Regions from separate parts of the Mus musculus genome. Here all the other regions are linked to region 3. The links are chromatin contacts, called in public HiChIP or PLAC-seq maps. All regions are on one chromosome and are shown on one strand. Each heading gives the region's core, a stretch centred on a gene start, on an enhancer-like site or on the middle of the called end of the contact. The rest is flanking DNA. Distances are from core to core; before and after follow the strand shown.

Region 1 (2,949 bases), core at 257-2,756, 540 kb before region 3:
TACATTGCTTTTCTCATGAAAGACTACAGTGGGGTGCTGATTCCTCCAGACATGCTGTGTATCTTGGTTGTTAATGTTTGTATTTGAGGATGTGACCTGTTACCTGAGCATGCGGAGTCAGGACATCTGTGGGTATCTGTTCACTCCTCTGCTGGGTGTGTGTTAGGTCTCTGTTGGGTTGTGGATCCCTGGATGAGTCTCAGGAACCACTTGGGTTTCAGGGACCAGTGTCTGGTGGCTGGCTGAAGTTGTGTTTTTAGCTTTAGACACAGAAAGCAGCCCCAGATAAGTGGGAAGGGTGATAGGTGAGTGTCCAGGAAGGTGACTGACCCTGGTGGACTCAGAGGCTGAGTACTGTTCCTGTGGTTGATAATAAGTCAGGTGTGTGTGTGTGTGTGTGTGTGTGTGTGTGTGTGTCACAAAGTCTTGTGTGTCTCAGGCTGCTATGATACTCCTGTTTCAACCTCCTAGTGGATTATAGTTGGCACCACCACATCCAGGTTATTTAGTGCTGAGGATCTAACCCAAGGCTTCATGCGTGCAAGCAAGCACTCTACCAACTGAACTACATCCTCAAATCCCTAACTAGAATCTTGCTTTGTTTGTCTGTTTTTAAATTTATTCAGAGATAGATAGGGCTGCAAAGATGGCTCAGCAGTTAAGAGCACTGGCTATTCTTCCGGAGGTCCTGAGTTCATTTCCCAGCAACCACATAATGGCTCACAACCCTCTCTAATGGAATCTGATGCCCTCTTCTTGTGTGCATGAAGACATGTACTCATGTACATTAAATAAATGAATGAATTTATGTAGGTAGGTAAGTAGGTAGATAGATAGATAGATAGATAGATAGATAGATAGATAGATAGATAGATAGAGTATGTGTATGTGTGGTCCTCTGTTAGAGCCATAAGCACTCTTAACCACTCTCTGGGGCCATCTCTCTAGCCCCCTTAACTAGACTTGGAATAACTGACATTTTTATCTTTTTTTTCTCAGGAAAAGGGTTTGGGGGTCCACATAATGGGTGTGGCAAAAGCAGCCAGTGGTTCAGAAGCACTGAAGTGATAGGCCCTTAGAGAGATCCTCAGACATTCATTTATCATATGGTCACACTGTGTTCACAAGCATTCTATACACAAGGACATGACTCAGAGTCTACTCATATTCTTGTGAAAAGAGCCATATAATATAATAGACCAGTGTTCCCCAAATGCTGACCCAGTGTCCTCTAAAACATTTGCTGTAGTGTAGGGCTCAGATGAAAGTGGGAGGTTATAGGCAGCAGAATGCCAGCATATGTTAACAGATACCAATCAATAGGTGAGTTCTTGAAAGCTGAGCACATACCTGCCCGTATCCACCTGCTGCTTGGGAGAAGTGGCTGAGGAGCCTAGAACCACAGCCTTGATCATGGTGTGCCCCACGGTGTTACACCCAGAGTCGTAACCTTGGTGGGGTATTCCCTACTCATAGGCCTGTGACCAGTGATTAACACAGGCGGATGCTCCAGTGTTTATTCAATATTTTTGTTTTTTCCAAATAAACCCCAGGCTAGCTTGGAGCCAGGCTGACCTAGAATTTGAGACAGTTCTCTTGTCCAGGCCTGCAGAGTGCTAGGATTATAGGCGTGTGCCACCACACCCAGCCTTTGTTGAATCCTTTGAAGATATAAACTTAAGTGTTCTGTCTTGTTCTCCATTCAGATCACTCGGAAATTCAGGCTGAATTCTGAAGGCAAACTTGAACAGACGGTCTCTATGGCAACCACTACACAGCCAATGACTCAACATCTTCACATTACCTACAAGAAGGTGACCCCTTAACCTGGAGCCACTCCCAGAGCCTGTTTGGTAGACATGGTGTGGTCACAGGCTCTGCTGACACTGAAGTGTTGTCCAGGTGTTCTTGTAATGGCATAGAAAACCAAATAAAAGGCCTTTATTTTTATGGCTGAAGATTTTGAATATTATCACTGTGTAGACTGTACATTTTTTATCTGCTGCTGATAGTTTATATTACAGTCTTTAAGATATTAAGAAACAATCAAATACTCGCTCCCTCCCTCTCTCCCCTTCCACCTCCACCTGCTTTCTACAAGTTTTGTTTTTGCTTTTTGTAATACTGGGGATCCAACCCATGCTAGGCAAAGACTATACTGAGTACTACACCCTCCAGCACCTACCTCTTCTATAGAGATCCTCTCTTCCTTCCTTCCTTCTTCTTTTCAACATAGCCCAAGCTTGCTTTGAACTTACGATCCTCCTACCTCAGCCTCCCAAGTACTGGCATCAGAGGTCTGTACTACCAGGCCTGGAAAGCTTTTTTCATAATACACCCGTGTGGGGAACCTCGTGTGGCATGCAGAGACAGGGTCAAATACTGGGCAAAACCACTCAAGCTTCGAGAGGGAACACCTGGGAACAGGAACCATTACCATAGAACAGTTGTCAGTATCTCAGACCTCCGAGGAGAGCCCTGGGCTGGTACCCCAGCAGCCATAGGCCGCTTGATCATGAAGACTGTGTCCAGAGTCAGCTCTGCTGCCAAGGGTATGCTGAAAGATCCTCTTGTGCTAGGGAAGGCCACCACTTCCCCTGCACTCCAGGCTCTCCCTTTACCCTGTAGCCTGAAAGCTGTACCTAATTCTGCCGGAAGCACTCCAGGAGGTTGACTTTTTACTTTACCGCGTGTGAGGAGCTCACACACAGATGCTCGTCCCCGCCAGCATGTTTGCTGAAGCGTACAACCTCCTTTTCTTCTTCCCCAAGTACTGGAGTTGGAAGCCAGGACTCTGAGCATTAGCCCCACCAGCCTAGCCTAGCTCTCAGCCTTGCCTTCTGTCAGCCTTCTCCCTGGAAGTCCTGTGTGTGACCATAAGGTCAGCCACATGGCTGTCTCGTTCTCTGTTCCTTCTGATTGTCATGCTGGGGTTCTCTCAGACGCTGT
Region 2 (3,200 bases), core at 318-2,817, 520 kb before region 3:
AAGGCCTATTTTCCAAAACAAACATTGGGACACGTGGTACCACAAAGGATTTTTTAGTCCAGCAGAGTACAAGGGTCACAATAAAGTTTAGCTGCTAAAATACTGCTCCTCCAGAGCTTTCTGTGTTTTATGGCAAGAGTGTCTGTGATCTGGACTAAGCAGGAACCAGGAGGGGGGAGGTTGACAAAGGAGCCTGCAAGCAGACAAGCCTGGGGACAAAGAGCAGCGCCAGCCTGGGTGGCCTATCCTTGCACCCTCTCCATTCCAGACAGATTTGGGCTCCCACGCACGCCTCCTCTCTCAGCGCCAGCGGGAGGGTGAGGCACAACCGCAGAAGGGCTGGTCATGTCACAAGAAGGGAATGTCTGTGCAGAACAGCTGTACCGGGAACCCTGAAACACTGCGGGCAGGCCCATCCAACCAGCTATAGAGGGGCGGCCTGGGATGGTACCTGCTGGTGCCCCACACTCACCCAAGCGCAGCAGCACTGTGCACACCTCTGCCAAGCGTCCTCCAGGGGCAGGCGAGGCACGCTCTGGAGCGCTCCAGGAGAGGCCGGCGCGCAAAAGCCGCGCGTGCACGTACTCCCGGCCTAGTGCCTTAGCCTGGGCCACCAGCTCCTTGTCTGTGGGCGAGCGATCAAAGGCGTCCATGATCTCCGCTGCAAAGACAGAAGAGCGCCGCAGCACCTCCATGGCCGAAGCGCGGGCGAGAGGCGCCACACCTACGAATAGACTGAGTTCAGACCGGACCGCCTCCAGCCAGGTGGCGAAAGGACTCCCGCCACGGGAGGAGACCCAGAAGCGCGGCCCGAGGCACAGCGGTCCCCACCGCGTGCGCGATTCAAACAACACAGGAGGTTGGCTGTGCGCCGCCCTCAAAAAGGGCCGGTTTCCGATAGCCTCTCGTTTTGCACCCCAAATCTTTTAAAAGTCTCGGGTTCTTTTTAGGTTCTAAATTAAATCTCGCAGATCCCAGCGGTGGTCAGGGGTTGGAAACACCGCAGGGAAGTGGCGATAGGTTCTTTAATCACAGCGCCCAGGCTCCAGGACCAATTTGGGGGAGAAGAGGATGCAGAGTAGCCTGCTGCGACCAGCCGACAAGCAGGACCCCGCGGGCTCCTCCCTGCCGACGAGTGGGGTCCTAAGGAAGGCTCCAAACTGCGCGGCAGTCCCCGGGCTCGGAGACCACGCACCTGCGCACCTCGCAGAGCCCGTGTTTGTCCCCGGTGTCGCTGTTCCCATGGTGCTACATCCAGGGCACCGACGCCACGCCCGCCCGACTCACCTCTCCCGCCTCATGGCGCGCGGGGCGGCGGTGGAGTTCTGGTTTCAGGACCCGCTCGCTGCCGTCTCCGGCGGTCTAGACCCTTCCATTCAAACCCGCGAGCGCGCGCCCCGCCCCAGCGCCCGCCCCGTCCACACCCGAGCTGAAGCACAGGCTCCGCCGGTCTTCCCGCGCGCTCGCAGAAGTCCTGGTCCCGAGGGGTGCGGGAGGCGTACCGCGGTCTCCCCGCGGGCGAGAAGCCAGGCTTAGGGCTTCGCCTTCTAAGGAAACGGCAACCCCCGGGGGCGGAGCCGCAGCCCAGCTCTGCCCAACGCCTCCCTGGTTTAAGAAAGGCCAGCACAAGTTCTCGGGATGCGCCCGGGAACGCCGCCAGACTGGAGCTGTCCCGGCAGGCAGCGCGAAGAACATCCAGCTCTGACACCAACCCACTGGGGCGCACCAAGTTCCATTTTAAAATGAGCTGACTTATATTTCCTTATTGTCTTATAGAGGCTCCTTAAAGATCCTGGATTCTTGAAGTTGTAGGAGATCTGATGCCCTCTTCTGATCTCCAAGGACACCAGGCATGCACGGGGATTCACAGACATGGAGGCAGGCAAACATTCATACACAAAACAAAAATAACAATAAGTAAATATTTAAAAATAGATTCTGCATTCTTGGCTTAATAGAGCCTTTGGAGTGTGGTGAAGACTTGGGTATGTACATGGTTGAAGATACTACAAATACCCATCCATTCCCACTCAAGTCTAGCTTTGCTTTTAATGAGCTGGACTTATTTATATCCAATCCAATATATAATCTTTTGTAGTTAGTTATCTCTCATTAGGGTATTTCCCTTTGACAGAAAAAGGGGAGGGAGGGAGAGAGACAGAGACACAGAGAGAGGCAGAGACAGAGAGACTCACAAAGAGAGAGAGGCTTGTCTGGAGCTCTGTGTTGACCAGCTGGTCCAACCTGCAGGAATCACCCAGCCCCTGGCTCCGGAGTACTAGACTACAGCGGTCTTCAGAAGCTTAGTTACTTTAGGATTCATACTTAGACCTATGCTGGATCACAGACATCGTTGTGAACAGTGTGGCAGTGAATCCGAGCTCCCTTTTTCCATACCGATTTCCAAGAAAGTCAACATCATCTACTAGACTCTGGTCTTCTCCTTCATCTTTGGACCCAACTGCAAAATCTCAACAATGGGATTTGCTAACTCGACCTAGTTTGTGTAAGTAAAACACTTCACTTAGAGCTATAAAATGCATATTCTACACACGCACACCAAAATAGACTACACCTGAAACCATAAACAAGTGTCAACAAATTTCAAAGAACCAAAATCATACAGTAATTACTCTCTGAATTAAAGCTAAATTGCAGAAAAACCAGTGGAAGTCTCCAAATGCTTGGAAATGAAACAGCGTACTTATAATGAGGCAATAAATAATAAATCACAATGAAAATGTTAAAAGGTTTATTTATGTGTTTTATGTAGATGGGTGTTTTATCTGGATGTATGTCTGCACACAAGAAGAAAGCATTGGATCTCACAGGACTACAGTTATAAGTGGTTGTGAGCCACCATGTGGTTGTTGGGAATTGAACTCAGTACTTCCGGAAGAGCAGTCAGTGCTTGTAACCGCTGAGCCACCTCTCCAGTCCTACCATGGAAATATTTTCAAGTGAACAGTCACAAAAACAGTACAAGCCCAGGTTAAAACCCAGCATCACCACATACAAGTCCCAGTGCTATTGGGGCAAAGAAGAGGAGATCCCTGGGACTGGCAGGACAGGAACCTAGCTCAAGTATCACTAACAGATCCCATCTTAGGAAATAATGTGGAGAGCATTAGAGAATGAGGGGACCTTGCAGGTGTCCGGGCAGGGAATCAAGAATGACGCGACGGGGATTAAAAAGCAGA
Region 3 (3,403 bases), core at 483-2,982:
CCCAGGGACAGTGGGCTTAGGTACATGCAGAGCCCTCCACCCCACAACAACCATGCCCAGAGATGTTTGCATCACTCTGGGATTCTACCTCAAGAACGTGGGCACACATACAGACATGCCCTCCCACCATCAAGTCTCCGAGGAGCTAGCTGGTCAGGTCCTTACAGGATGATGTATGAGCCAATGGGTGCTGGGCTGTGAGTGTTCTGTGAGCTCTGGTGTGCTGACTCTCTTTCTGAACCCATCACCGGCCTTGCCGTCAGAATTCAGCCTGAGACCCTTTGGGTAGAAGTGTGCCAGTGTCCGCTCAGGTGAGAGTACCCACCCAGGACACTCTCTTTTCTTGTTGCATCAATTAACTTATTGTTTTAATTACATTTATTTAGTTGTGTGTGGGTTTGGGGTGTGTATGTGCCGTAGTGTGTGTGTAGATGTCTGAGGGTAAATTTTGGAGTTGGATTTCTTTACCACGTGACTTCCAGGGATCAAGCTCAGGTCATCAGACTCGGAGGCAACTGTCTTCACCCACTGAGCCATCTCCTCCACCCCAACTGACTTTAATATTCTGTTTGCATCACGGTCTGTCCTATGTGGGCAGATGTGTATGTCTATGTGTACAAAGATGCTAACAGGCTATTTAGCCACCTGACACCATCTGTGCGGTTGGTTACTCCTCTCAGGGGATCTGATATATTGTTTACCTAGGACCATGTCAACCCCCTGCAGCATGGCTTTGAGGGTCTGAGAGCTGGGTTAATGAACTCTCTGAGTCAGCAGGTCCATCTGGGGTACAGTGAGTCCCCAGTGGTCGGGGACTGTCTGGCTGGGGTGGCTGGATGATGACAGTGTAGGGATGTGGGCTGGCAAGTAGGTGGGCTTTTAGTAATGGGACATGGTGAGGGGGACAGGGATACAGGACCAGTTGTGTTGTTCCTATTTTCCAGGTAAGTTCTGTGAAGATAGAAATGGAACTTCTGCAGTTTATAGAGTGGGTACTGGGGTTATCTCCAAATTGAAGCCCCTCTTCTAAGCTCAGACTCAATTGCTCCCATACCTAGCCACTAACACAGTGGAGCCCCTCACCCTGTCCCTTCCACGTTGGTGTGCAGGCTGCAAGCCTAGGACTCCAGAGGGGTGCTGGCTTTCTGAGCCACTTCGCCTGTCTGGAGATCTGCACTTGCACGCTCATATTCACACTGAGCATGTGCGCAGGTAGAATGTGCTCCTGGTGGGGGGTGGGAGGAGGGGGTGCAGCTGCACGCCGGGCAGCAGGCAGCGGGCAGCGTCCTATTTAAAAGTGCTCTCAAGACCTGCTCTCCAGGGGTCACGGAGGGGGCAGCCACTTCACTGACCTTGATCACTGTGTCCAACCCCAGCTGAGACTGCTCCGTGGTGTCTCCATCATCAGGATTGCTGGAAGTGGAGCTCATCTTGGGCAGAAGCACAGGACCTCAAATAGTTTGTACCTGGGCTCCTCAGCACGTCTCTTCTTTGAGCCTCAACCACCCAGTACCTTCCTGTGTGCAGTACCTGGAGCCACTGTGCTGGTTTGGCCCGTTGAATTCACTTGCTCCTGAGCACCCAGATGCCCCACCTTGATTGTGGAGACCACACGCCAAACAAGCCCATGAGTGTTGCTGTGGCAACCAGGACGCTGAGTGCCCAGGTTTCCCTGGAAATAGGAGTAAGGGCTTGCTGTGAGAGCTAAGGAACACTGTTGCCTGAAGCGGTTTCCCCGGAGACCTGGAGTGAAGCTGACCGGAGGGAGGGACCAGCGTCTTCCTAGAGCCCCCGTTTACTGTTTAGGGAGACTTGTTTGCTTGCTGATCACACCCAGGGGTGCAGACCACAAGCCCATTCAGGGTCACTAACTGACTTAGTTCATGTGCCAAAGAACTTTGTGATCGGTAGTGAGATGTGTGTCACAGATGTCTAAGGATTAGGGAGGGACAGAGCTTCCCCAGGAACAAAGGTCTTCCTTTGTAGCAAAGGTTTCCTCTTGGAGCCTGGCAGGTTACCTGCTCTGCAGTGCCCTACTTAGACACATAGAGAATGCATCCTTCCCCAGTTACCCTGTTGGTACTAATCTGGTACTAAACTTACCAATACAGACGCTCAACCTACTTCTGAGACCTTCTGAACTCTGCTGCCATTTCTGCGCAGTCACTCTGTAATCCATGCATATGCATACAGATAGAGAGATAGATTCGCTGTGTGCTATGTGATGTCAGCGTTAACATTAGTAATTAAAGTTAGAACAAGAGAATCTGCCTTTACCTTAGGCCAGGCTACCCAAGCAGGTGGGACTATATGTAAAACGTGTTATTGAAACTGCTAAATCTTATATGTTCATTGTTAGTCAATAAATTTTGACACAGAAAACACAAGCACATTCCATCTATTTTTCTGGGCACAGTGTGCTCATGACAGAGAGGTTCCAGGAAGAGGGGGGCTGGTTCTCAGGAGGGGCCACCCTGTTTCTTACTCAGGCATCCCTCCTGACCCCTATATCCATTTCTAGGTCATAGGATGGACTCTGCCAGTGGACAGATGCTTTGTTCTGTCCTCCTCTCTTGTCCGAAAGCCCTTGATGTTGTTCACCGATCCACCCCTCCTGGCCATGTGCAGGAGCTTGAGACCCCCATCCTTGCACTCTGGATACTGGTTGGTTGGGGCCCTTATGTGGTCCGTGAGTGTAGCTTCTGGTCCAGGGCTATTGATGACAAGGAGAATTTTCAGTGCAAGTCCAGAGTATATTCTTCAACGAATCCTGTTAGATTGTGTACAGTGTGTCTCAGCAGGGCCTTGGCTAGGCCTGACCCTTCTCCTAACTAACAGGACTGTTGGACCCAGAACCCTGGACCTCCTGTCCTGCTACAGTTGCAAGGGCATGCTCTGTCCCCACTGTCCATTCTCCCAGCATGTGACCGATTTTGCCCCATCTGTGCCCACCTGTCTGGCAGACTGTTCAATACTTCTGTACTTGGAGGGAGACTCCTTTTCAGAGAGGCTCCTGCCGTCATTTCTTCCTCCATACCTGAAAACTCACCAGAAACAGCCCCAGGACACGACAAACCCTGGATTCCCAATTCCCTGGAGAATGGTTCATAACAGTTGTGGTACTGAACTCGTACACCATTATGATTGGCCTCAGGCATGGACACATTGGCAATAGTGGGAAGTCAGCCTTGGTCCAGTGTCTGGGTTGTGATGATTCAGAACAAGTACAGTGCACAGGGCCCACTTCCTGCTAGAGCCTACAGGGCGTGCACTTCTGACCGCAAAGGGGCTGCAACCCAGACCAGACCAGCCTTGGCTGCCCTCAGGAGTCACTCTTCATGAGCAATGGCTGCCGCCGCTGGACCTGTGAGTTCAGCCCGTGAGCAGTCCACCCTGTCTCTGG

Evidence for each region. HiChIP or PLAC-seq counts read pairs in DNA pulled down with a chosen protein or histone mark.
Region 1: a contact with region 3 is called in a FOXA1 HiChIP or PLAC-seq map of pancreatic cancer cells. The contact joins the enhancer-like site here to the promoter of Crocc2 in region 3. A contact is called at or near these places in 11 of 39 promoter capture datasets (the C10 cell line, cranial neural crest, embryonic stem cells and 8 more), 1 of 484 Hi-C or Micro-C datasets (embryonic stem cells), 1 of 115 datasets of contacts at active chromatin or transcription factors (pancreatic cancer cells) and 1 of 9 other capture datasets (pancreatic islet).
Region 2: a contact with region 3 is called in an H3K4me3 HiChIP or PLAC-seq map of embryonic stem cells, with 6 times the contacts expected there. The contact joins the promoter of Bok here to the promoter of Crocc2 in region 3. A contact is called at or near these places in 16 of 39 promoter capture datasets (the 3T3-L1 cell line, the C10 cell line, the SN4741 cell line and 11 more), 1 of 15 datasets of contacts at CTCF or cohesin (the NIH/3T3 cell line), 1 of 484 Hi-C or Micro-C datasets (cortical neurons) and 5 of 115 datasets of contacts at active chromatin or transcription factors (the NIH/3T3 cell line, embryonic forebrain, embryonic stem cells and 2 more).

What each region holds. Positions count from the first base shown.
Region 1 is chr1:93,704,413-93,707,361 of GRCm38.p6, reverse strand. Thap4 (THAP domain containing 4) reads left to right here. Exons shown (of 6, transcript NM_025920.3): 6 at 1,707-1,971. The coding sequence ends at 1,826. Among named protein-coding and RNA genes, the nearest start is that of Bok, 20 kb to the right of the region's middle. Within about 2 kb of position 1,506, at least 36 of the 459 cell types and tissues checked have an H3K27ac peak or open chromatin away from gene starts, as enhancers often do. A contact at or near this core is called in embryonic stem cells and pancreatic cancer cells, where this site is marked.
Region 2 is chr1:93,683,942-93,687,141 of GRCm38.p6, reverse strand. Bok (BCL2-related ovarian killer) reads right to left here and starts at 1,567. Exons shown (of 5, transcript NM_016778.3): 1 at 1,288-1,567; 2 at 473-724. The coding sequence starts at 695.
Region 3 is chr1:93,166,752-93,170,154 of GRCm38.p6, reverse strand. It overlaps Crocc2 (ciliary rootlet coiled-coil, rootletin family member 2), which reads right to left and starts at 1,732. Exons shown (of 32, transcript NM_001310428.1): 1 at 1,353-1,732. The coding sequence starts at 1,430.